Regions from separate parts of the Ostrinia nubilalis genome. Here region 1 is linked to region 2. A link is a contact called in public Hi-C data. All regions are on one chromosome and are shown on one strand. Each heading gives the region's core, a stretch centred on a gene start, on an enhancer-like site or on the middle of the called end of the contact. The rest is flanking DNA. Distances are from core to core; before and after follow the strand shown.

Region 1 (5,523 bases), core at 854-3,353, 190 kb after region 2:
AATTTGGAACGGCAAGTTTATTTTTGTTTCTTGTATTGAACTTGTGTAAATCACTCTTTCTAGTAAATTGCTCTATATTTTTGCGAACATATAAAAGGTTTTCATAAATGAACTGTGAAGCTACTGTCAGTATATTAATCTCCTTAAAGAATTCTCTCAAGGAAAATCGGGGTCCAAGGTTATAAATGGCCCGCACTGCTCTCTTCTGCAGAACGAACACAGTTTCAATGTCCGCAGCTGAGCCCCACAACAATATGCCGTATGACATTATACTATGAAAATAGCTAAAATAAACTAGCCTTGCCGTTTCAATGTCAGTTAATTGCCTTATCTTTCTCACTGCAAAAGCAGCTGAACTGAGCCTTGCTGACAAGGTTTCAATATGAGGACCCCACTGAAGTTTAGAGTCTAAAGTGATTCCCAAGAATGTTGTGGAACTTATGCTATTTAATGGTTCATTCTTCACCATCAATTGTGTGGGAACCTGCCTCACATTAGGTAAGGTAAATTTAATGCACTTAGTTTTGTTTGCATTTAACAATAAGTTGTTAACAGTAAAAATGCAAAACCTGTGAGAGTGTGTCATTTATATCATCAAGGTTTACTTTACCTCTATCAACTTTGAAAATGAGAGATGTGTCATCAGCAAATAACACAATATCACATAGATCTTTTACAAAGTAGGGAAGGTCATTAATATAAATAAGAAATAGCAAAGGTCCCAATATCGATCCCTGCGGCACACCCATGGTAAGAGGTGCTCCAGAAGACTCAGTTCCATTAATACAAACTTTTTGCTTTCTGCCTGTGAGATACGAGTTCAACAGATCAAGTGCCTCATCCGAAACACCATAATGTCGCAATTTTTTTAGTAAGGTTTGGTGGTCTACACAATCAAACGCTTTTGAAAGGTCACAAAAAATACCAACAGCGTCTTTTTTACTCTCCCAAGCATCAAAGACGTGTTTCAGTAGTGCTACTCCAGCGTCAGTAGTACTTCTACCTTTGGTAAAACCAAATTGTTTATTGTGAAGTAATTTGTTGAAAATAAAATGAGAAGATATGTTCTCAGACCCCCCTTGCTACACTAAGTGAAAAGCGAAAAATATTACAAGTCCCAGCTCCATACAAATTACGCTCGAAAATTCGGCTGTCTAAACTCCATACTAAAGTCGTCAAAATTTTTCTAAGTGTCAGAAAACCTAATTTTTTTTTAAAAATCAGTCTATCTTTTTTTGATCACTATGTTATTTGCTATTTTCGAAAAAAAATAATTAAGTGTTATTTTAATGGACCCCCTTTGGTACTCCCGGACCTTTTATTCTATTTAGTTAACCATTGGGGGCGGATCAGTCATAGTTTTTACTTGCTACATACACTTGAGTTCTGTAAGTTACTATGATAATACTTACTTCTTCGATATCCAGATATTGAAGACTCTCAACTGATTCTAAATCGGAATCTAATAAAGATTGTATAGAGGGTGTTTTTAACAAATCCATAATGACACTATCAAAGGAATAATGTAATTTATCAACAGTTTCCTGCCTATTTGTACTAATTGTTCATAAAACTAGTAAAATATTTAAGAATATAATTTATTGAACTAACACTGAAAAGTAACATACACAGTTAAACTTATTTTATTAAATAAAAACTCAATTTTGTCCGAATTCCGATGATCAGTCAGTTCATTATTATTTTGCCGATCGTTTTATTATGTCAAATATGTCAAACTTGTTAGTAATATCATTAACACTATCGTATCAAATCGTACTATGATCGTATCACAGTTCATATTGTATCACATATTGATATTAACAAAGATAATGTAAAAAGGTAAAGACAATAGTGTATATACGCGGGCCACAGCTACCCATTTCCGTTTTTTTTCTCGCTCTCACCAAATGGTGATTCTTTGCGATAGAACGAGACGACATGACCGGAAATGTGGCCGATAGTACTAGTTGTAACATCATTTTGCGCGCAGTATAGTCGTTGACCTTGGCCTGATAATCGATTAAAAAATAAAAGTTGCTTGACACACATGACATTAATGACATTTGGTAAATGACGGAAATACGGAATATTGACGGACAGATCCTTGGCTTCTGCGATTTCCTTCTATTGTTAACAAGGCTTTTGGGATTTGTGATACGATTATCTGGAAGAATCGTTACCAATAATAATGTTGAATATTCTTTAACCTTCCCTCTGACCAAATTTTTGATTTGTAACACCCTAAAAATGGACAAACTCACTGTAATATCTGGAACCCTATTTATGGCAGCCGATGTTTTTGCTATTGTAAGCCTAGCTATGCCCGACTGGATAATCACCGATGTTGGAGGTATTTATACTAGCCGAGATTGTGATATTTTTGTTCTTTGTAACTTTCCCATCTTAATGACTAATGATTGTTTGTTTTTTTAGGTGATACCCGTCTTGGTTTAATGTGGTCATGCATAACACTGTACAACAGACCACAAGTTTGTTTCACTCCAGATCTACAACCAGAGTGGTTACTTGCTTTGATCTGTATATTTATTGGCTGTATATGTATAACTACAACTGTTATATTGCTGGCTTCAAGTCATTTTGATCGTAATGTGATTCCTTATGCAAGATGGGTGGGATTTGCAGCAAGTATGAAATCATTTTGTAACATAGGTAATTCCTTTATTTCAATAATTTTACATGAGTCTAATTGATTGGTACATTCTTTTCAGTGGTGGTGTTTTGTTTGGCAGCTGTAATATTTCCAATGGGCTTTCATGTTGATGAAATTGGTGGCCAACCATACCAGCTTCCTAACAGTCATCAAGTTGGGATATCATATATATTATTTGTTCTTTCTTTGTGGATAACTGTGATATCAGAGTTATTTGCTGGTAAAGTTTGTTTACCACATTTTTAAGCTAAGTTGTCATTAAAATGTGTTTATTGTGATATAGGATGTTCTAAAAATAATGGATAACCTTGTACCATCAATAAGCCTCAGTATGGTCTCTCAATTATAAAATTTTGACCTGTTAATACTATAAGGTTTTCAAGATTTTTAAATTTTTAGAAAATTGCCACCTGCTATTGCAATTTAAGACAATGAATTACATTTTTCTTTTTTTCTACTTCTTTTTATAATACTTTACCTAGTTTGTTGAATTGCATGAGAAAAACTAATTTCAGGTGGCAATTTTCTAAAAAATCTTGAAAACTGATATTTCTACTAAGGTCAAAATTTTATATTAGAGATCATGAGGCCTATGAATGGTTGCATGGTTATCCATTGTATTTGGGACATCTTGTATATTACGTAATGGGTAATTAATGACTGCTAGATATGGTAATAGAAGAAAACAAATAATACAAACAGTCTAGGCTTTACTATCAAATGCTAATAAAGCCTATAATTTTAGTACTGGTCCAGCAGTGAGCAAACCTTGTTAAAATAAATTACCTACTGTGACCTAATAAGACTAAAGGATCTGAAAATGATAAGTACCTATATTATGTTTAATTAATTTAATGCAAAAGTAACATTTAGAAAAAAATTACAATTACTTTAAATGTACATTGCGTCTTGAATCTCGGTGTTTGGTCTGTTATTAATATGAGTGTGTGTGACAAAGGACTGAATGGTGTTAACTTAAGGTCAGCAATGCCATAATGTCATGTGATAGCCTATAAGTGTACCTACTATACATTTTAAATGGATCATTTAATTTTAAGCAAAAACCCCCTTTACTTTGATTTAATGTTAGAATTATATTGTTTATTAAGTATTATTAAAAATATATGGGTCATTCCACAAAAATATGTCAACTCTTAGTCCGCGCCACATTTCACATGAAATATTTGTTAATATTTTATTCCAAAATTGTTAAATAACAGCTCGCAATGTGTTTTATTCATCACCCATTTATATTTTTTAAAACTATCTTTAAAACATCTTATTTTCCTTTTAAATAACCCATAACGTCATTCCCTAGGCATGTCCGTACTCCAAAAGTTTGTGTTTTGGAACCTATATTTATAGAAACATCAACTTGATCCTTTGTTTTAATTAACGAATAATCTATTTAAACGTATATTACACCAAATAAACTATAATTTACACTAATAAAGTATTCAAAAGCATCTTAAAAAAGTTTAGGACAAAATGACGTCGAAAATATACAGATTTTCATGGAATGACCCATATATATTATTTGAAATAACTGAAAAAGATGTAATTATGTACCTTCATTATGTTAAGAAAAAAATAAATACTTATCCATGTTACAAATAATCTATCATTTACCTACCTAATTTCAGTTAATTTATCTTTCAATGAAATGGGTGGTACAACAACTGCACCACCCTTCACGCGAGTAGCATTGTCAGACTCAGTCACACCACTTTTTCTAAAAATTGGGACAAGAAAGCGCGATTCGGATAAAAAAAAAAACGAGAAGTTGGAAATATGTTCGTACACCGTGACTTTTGATAGCTTTCGTTGTTTTTTCTTTACTTACAACATACAGGATTTTAGTTTACATTCGTGTTTTGGATGTAAATACCTACTTCTGAATTAGGTAGGCCTAGTATTAATCTAATAATAATAAAAAATTAGGCATGTAGGTAATTTGACTATTTGCGTGTGCGTCAGAATGGACGGTCACTACCCATATTTTACATCGAAATAAATATTGAAAGTTGCTTCCCAGTTGCTACCCTCGATTTAAAGAAAAATAATCTACTTTCTTAGGTGACGCGCCATCCTAGCATCAGAATGGCTGGTCACCTATCCAGCGAGAACAAACTGCGCTAGTTAAAAGAGTTTGTTTTTTACCAACAGTTGCTACTAACTGCTACCTTCATATACCACGTCTAGGAGCTCAATAGCTTTTAAGGCTAAAAAGTAATTATGTATTTACTTTTTCGATATCTCAACGCCAACAGAATGAAGGTAGCAGTTAGTAGCAACTGTTGGTTAAAATAAACTCTTTTAACTAGCGCAGTTTGTTCTCGCTGGATAGGTGACCAGCCATTCTGATGCTAGGATGGCGCGTCACCTAAGAAAGTAGATTATTTTCTTTAAATCGAAGGAAACACCTATTTAACGATTAGTACCAACTGGGAAGCAACTTTCAATATTTGTTTCGATGTAAAATATGGGTGGTAGTGACCGTCCCATTCTGACGCACACCTATTTGCGCCACAGTGACCAAAAAAGTGCCTAAGCATAGAAAAAAACAATCATAACTCGAAAACTATCAAAAATCGCGGAACATACGTGGGGGATTTGAATAGTTAGCCCTAGTGTGATGCTCTATTAACTCTGGGCTTCGGCTTGACACTACTTTTTGAGACAGCCTGTATAATTTAACTTTAAGAACTAACAAAAAAACTGAGGTAATGTCTCGTTTCTATCGGGTCTGGGTCACAGATGACCGTTCTTCTTTCATGTATATTAGTTCCATTTTTCGCCACGAGATGATCTATGATATTTTTAAATAATGTTATTGTGTGTCCCTTTTTAGA
Region 2 (5,855 bases), core at 2,639-5,138:
CATTTACCTAACATCCTGTATAGACTTTGTTAAATTAAAGGCTTAACCGTTAAAGGGTGTTTTCGGTTACTCCAGCTCAGACAGGTTCTAATTTCGTGGTAGTACTATGGGTAGTACCTACCTAAGACAGGCGTGGATCCAGCCCTCAAAAAGTATATTTTTTTCAAATTCATAGGCTCAATAGACTGCGAGTGTAATGTCACAAGCCTATAGTTCCAAAATACTGAACTGTCCTATCCATGACATTGATAGTGGGGTGCCAACGCCAACACCGGATCGCTGGATCCGATTTTTGTCATGTCTGAAACCATATAGTTGAACGATGGTAGCGCCCCTCTGTCATTGAGTTTGGTGAGACAGTTCAGCGTGGGTCATCTTTAACAAGGTTGTGGGCATGCCCTCTAATGAATCCGCGCCTGCGCAAAACTATCGTTAAAAAATATATATGTATAGTTTAACAATAGATAAATTTTATTATAGTCACTATAAGTACTGGTAATGGTATTAAATAAATTAATAAAGTGTTTTTGACATAATTTACAGTTAAGCCTTTAATTCAATCCCGAATACTCATCCATAAGCCAAAAGACGTCCAGGTGCATTCAATCATTTAGTTATAGAAAGCTGTTTTCCAACTTCATGTAACGGGCATAGTGCAACTGAGTAGGGGACGGTGACGGTTCCCGTCTGCAGTAGTGTAACGATGCAGGAGGGGTGATGAGACTTAATAGATCTGTCACGAGACTTTTGGATGAAGTACCTAAGTACTTCATCATACATTAAGTGTAGTTATTTACAGTACGATAGCACATTATGCTGCATGCACGTACTACAACAGAACCAACTCAGTTAAGCGCCATGTACCTAAAATCGAGTTCTATTTCAAGGTCTACAGTTACGTTACCTTACTACAGCCGTCATGTCACAAGAAGAAAGAAAATAGCAGCATGAATTGGGTCTTGAAAGACCGGTTTGAGTGCGCGTAACATCCCACATACAAAGCATTTCGCAGATGGCGCTAGTAGCGCCAGCGGTTCTGAATAGTAAGTCAAGTTGTAGCTGCTATGCGGGAAGTTGGCCAAGACGTAATTTTATTAATAGTGTGATGTGAACACCATCTCGGTTACTTTCTCCTTCCTCCTCGCGGGGGTCGCCCATACTTCGGTGTGCGTACTTGCGCCGTACAATACAACCCGATCGAGTTATTTGCGCACCTCGCTGGAATGTGACTCCCTCGCACATCTCCCCGTCCGTACCAGGGAGCATCAATGTGAAGTCACGGCTGCCAGGTGCGCAGTTGACTCGATTGAGCTGCAAGTACGCCTCGAGTAGCTTTAGTGCGTTCCACAGATTAAGTAGAGATACACCACCATAGTCCAGCGCGGCGAGTGACGAGTTGAACGAACTACCAACCCTCGGGAAAGTGCAGTCCAAACCTATTGAACTATATTCAGGGTGGAAACTATAAGTGATTACCTACTAAATTGCTTTTCTGTCAGCCAACATTTATTATTTTAAAAACTAGCTCGCCCGCGTGTAATGAGGGCTATCGTTTTTATACTTAACAGTTGGCACCCCTGGCGATTGACAGGACCTTACTCTACAGTGGCGCCATCTTGATGAGTGCAAATGCGATAGTCCTCGTACCACTTTAGAGCTCAGAAGTTGGCGCCACTGTCTTCGCGACTAGCAAGTGACAGGACCTTACTCTACAGTGGCGCCAACTGGTGGGCGCTAAAACGATAGCCCTCATTCAGTTTGTCACAGATCGTTATGTTTTAAATTAAAGCTTTTAAATGTTCTGATTACCTACTGTAGTTTCATCAAAATCCGTTGAGTAGTTTTGGCATGAAAGAGTAAACATACAATTACATCCTTACAAACTTTCGCATTTATAATATTAGTAGGATAAATAAATGTTATTCAAACTAAATAATTTTGGAACTCTTTTGGGAGCTGGAGATACTGGGTCTTAAATGGAGCTTCTAGGAACAGATTACAACAATAAATTAGAATTGTGTTATGCATAGATTAATACATCTAAGGTGTTAGGTGTTTTTCAGCTACTATTGTAGTTGATGTCAAAGACCTACAAAATTAAAAGCTAGATTGCACAAAATGGCAAATTGATAAACTACTCTAAATAGATTCAGAGGAAAAAGATACACAAAAGCTGTTAATTAATACTACTTAGTGTACTGAACATTCATTTAATCCCCATTTTATATAAAATGTTTGAATTACATAAAGTAAACTGGAATGAAGTGCCAAAGGAAACTTTTATTTGATAAATTTATTTCCACTTATCTAATTGAATTAAGTAAAAACACCATGAAGTTACTTATCCCTTACTTTGATAAGATCATTAAGATCTAGAGCTACACATATTTCCTTAGACTCTGTGCGTGGATTCCTATCCAAAATTTCAGTAATAGGGTAATAATTTTCTCTGTTGTCGACATTCCATCCAGAATACTGAAACAAAATTAATGTAATTAATTACTTCATTGCATAGAAAAATATTTCTAAAATATAAAATGTAAGTTAGGTAAAAGAACCATACCACACAGGTGCACTTGTGTAAAATTTTTCCATTAGATTCCATGGGAATAAATTTCTGGAGTAATGCTTTTCCATCAATTTTCCACAAGTTTAGTTCATCCAGTTTTGATATTACTGTGTCTCCATCCCATTTAACATCAGACTTCAACAATACAAAATTTCCAGACTGGAATAAATGAAAAACGTTTTAACATTAATATTGTAATGCACACAAAAATTTTTGCAAAAAATATATTATTACCCGACTACGGCAAAGCAAAAGGAGGGTTATTTTATAACTGAAACCATATATTATTGCCTATTATGCTTCTACTAATAACATACCTAATTTATTTGAATGTTATTATTTTTTCATAGGTATATAATATGACTTAAGCTTTACCTTGGTAAAGATATTTAAGTCTATTGGTGTAGTCTTCACTGTTGAATATCAGTGGCCTCAGTAGTATTATTATATTGTAATACTATGCTCTTTATAGCTGTCTTTTGTTAAATGGATAAATAAACTTACATGGAAATGCTTTGGTACATCTTTAGATTGGCTGGAGTCAGATTTGTTTCCGTCTGATCCATTCTTCTCCTCGTCCGAGCCCTCCTCCTCGTCCAGCTCGCCCTCGTCGTCCTCCCCCTCCTCATCCTCCTCTCCTTCACCTTCACTCTCCTCGGATGATTCGTCATTTTTGCGCTTCTTTTTAGAGTTGTTTAGGGATCCCTTAGATGTACGCTTCCGCCCTGCCCTAGCTGGCTGTTCATTCTGCAAACCATATTAATGTATTTTATTATTTTGAATCATAACAATGTTACAAAGTGACAACATCTGTCCACATAGTAAATGATTATTATTTTAATTTAGGGTATGCAAGACAATGAGAAAAGCTATTAAGGTACCTAATCTATGAATAACGCAGTACAGTACAATCACTACTTTCATAACCTCTGTGCCTACTTTTAGGGAATTATTTTGAAAAATAATTATTGATAACAAATAGCTTTATTTAACTATCCAGTTAACCATTAATAACCAATAAATCGAGAAGCAACGTATTAAAAATTCACAGAAACAAACATAAATTAGGTATTACCGAATCGGCATCCGGCGTCCAATCTTCTCCTGAATCTTGGAACTCTTCTGGTTCCACTCCTCCGTCTGATCCATCGGATTCGTCATCTTTCTTCAATGACTTACGTTTACGCATGTTTGAAACTCTTATAATATTCTAGTAAGATGAAATGGTGCAAAACCCACGCCGTTTGTAATTACAAGGTAGGAGAATATGAAAAACAAGCCCATTCAACGAACGAGAAAAAGCAAGCAACGGATTAAGCATAGACAAAAACGAAGTCGACTGTAGACAATTGTAGCTTGACATTTAAACATGGAGTCGTATCATGATCGTATCGTTTACTAGTTTCTTTTTTATCAAATATTTTGCTCTTTATCATTCTTGCCTTTTTTGGCTTTCTTTAAGTTTAACACGCACAACAAAAAGAGCTAAATTATTAATGTTCTTTACCGTGTAGCTAAACAAGTAAGTGAGTAACAAAAACATTTTAGGGGGTCGCTAGCATCGCCGTCAAAAGATCTAACCACGCATTATCATATCTTTGGTACCTGCTACAAGCACGCAAGCTCATTTCCTTGCTTGCATTGTCATATCAGCTGATTGCGTCATTGGATTTATAGACAATAACGCAAAAACAAAAAACAAGTCGCAGTATCTCCATTCTTGTGCTATTGTTCATTTTGGAAATTACCGAGTGTTTAAAAAATCAAAATGAAATTCCAATATAAAGAAGAACATTCTTTCGAGAAAAGGAAGACTGAAGGAGAGAAGATACGCAGGAAGTATCCTGACCGTGTTCCTGTCATTGTTGAGAAAGCCCCGAAGGCTAGATTGGGGGACCTCGACAAAAAGAAGTATTTGGTGCCGTCTGATCTAACTGTTGGTCAGTTTTACTTCCTGATCAGGAAGCGCATTCACTTGCGACCCGAGGACGCGCTGTTCTTTTTTGTGAACAATGTTATTCCTCCGACGTCCGCCACCATGGGATCGCTCTACCAGGAACATCATGACGAAGATTTTTTCCTTTACATAGCTTTCTCTGATGAAAACGTGTATGGATCTTTCTAATTCCACAATTTTATTACCATTATTATATCTAAAATTACTATACTAATTACCTTATGGTGACACTTTAGTTTTAAGGTTTAGTTTAATGATCGATGTATTATGTTACAATGGTGATAATTATTTTTAATTTGCAATTCCACTTACGACTTTGTAAAATCAATGATGATTAAATTTAAAAAAACAAATATGTGAAGATAATATTGCAATGTTTTAATCTCTTTGTTTGGTTTAGGAGTGTGATTATTTCTGTATTAAATAATAAACATAAAAACACATTTACTTCTTTTATTTTTTTACGTTTGTTCCTAAAATCAATGAAAATTTTGGGTGATAGGTACCTACATTCTAAACATCTGTTTAAACAGGTACTATTACATTTGCTATGGCATTCTTACAGATAACAACACCTAAGTAATTAATCACACATTATTATGAACTAGGTTTATTTTTTAAATACTTACCTATCTACTTGAACTGCCAAATTATGGAAAACAACATTGTTTTCAGGTAATTAAATATTGCGCAATGTAAATAGGTAGACAAGTATGCAAATTAAGGGTTAAAGGAAAATCTCATCAAACTACAAGCAGTATATTCTCATTATTTTCTTTTATCTACCCATACGTGCTCTGTGTATCTACCTATGACTGATCCTGAAGATGTATTTTTTTTTTCATTTTATGAACAATGAGAGAGTACTATGTCTAAAGATAGTCAAAGAGTACATAGAATGGAAAAGAAGGAAAACAAGTTGCTGCATATGCAGGCGACGCAACGCTTCTTTCGTAGCCAGCAGCTACCTTGGCTTCACAGAAAAGACATGACCGAATTAACGAGTTTTATCAACCCAAGGTGCCATGTGCCATGGCACGAGGTCGCGCTTTTAACCTGCCGAGGCTTGGGCATATCAAGGGTGGCCCTTTAAAAAAAAGTAAAAAATAACATGATTTTGAACCCTAAGACTAGGGAATAAGGTTGCAAATGAATGTTAGAATTCACAGGTAACTGCAAATAAATGGGTGACGTGCTTGGTCTTGCTGAGTACCTGCGGTCCTTCTATTATTGTTTTGCTTTGTGTAACATGCATCACCATCATGGTAACCATTGTAAATTTTTTTCTTTTCTTGATTTTCTGCTGCTACACTCGCAAGCAGGTATCTC

What was found. Hi-C and Micro-C count contacts between places; a contact is called where the count stands out from the background.
Region 1: a contact with region 2 is called in a Hi-C map of whole body, with 6 times the contacts expected there. The contact joins the promoter of LOC135077175 here to the promoter of LOC135077561 in region 2. A contact is called at or near these places in 2 of 5 Hi-C or Micro-C datasets (both in whole body).

What each region holds. Positions count from the first base shown.
Region 1 is chr13:8,814,653-8,820,175 of ilOstNubi1.1, forward strand. It overlaps LOC135077175, which reads left to right and starts at 2,104. Exons shown (of 3, transcript XM_063971723.1): 1 at 2,104-2,350; 2 at 2,434-2,646; 3 at 2,730-3,141. The coding sequence starts at 2,248. The coding sequence ends at 2,917. LOC135077253 (vacuolar protein sorting-associated protein 8 homolog) reads right to left here and starts at 1,636. Exons shown (of 13, transcript XM_063971791.1): 1 at 1,413-1,636. The coding sequence starts at 1,502.
Region 2 is chr13:8,625,182-8,631,036 of ilOstNubi1.1, forward strand. It overlaps LOC135077561 (17S U2 SnRNP complex component HTATSF1-like), which reads right to left and starts at 3,889. Exons shown (of 4, transcript XM_063972109.1): 1 at 3,645-3,889; 2 at 3,074-3,316; 3 at 2,564-2,728; 4 at 2,195-2,475. The coding sequence starts at 3,758. The coding sequence ends at 2,338. It overlaps LOC135077562 (gamma-aminobutyric acid receptor-associated protein), which reads left to right and starts at 4,188. Exons shown (of 1, transcript XM_063972110.1): 1 at 4,188-4,969. The coding sequence starts at 4,338. The coding sequence ends at 4,694. LOC135077560 (E3 ubiquitin-protein ligase rnf146) reads left to right here. Exons shown (of 6, transcript XM_063972107.1): 6 at 1-542.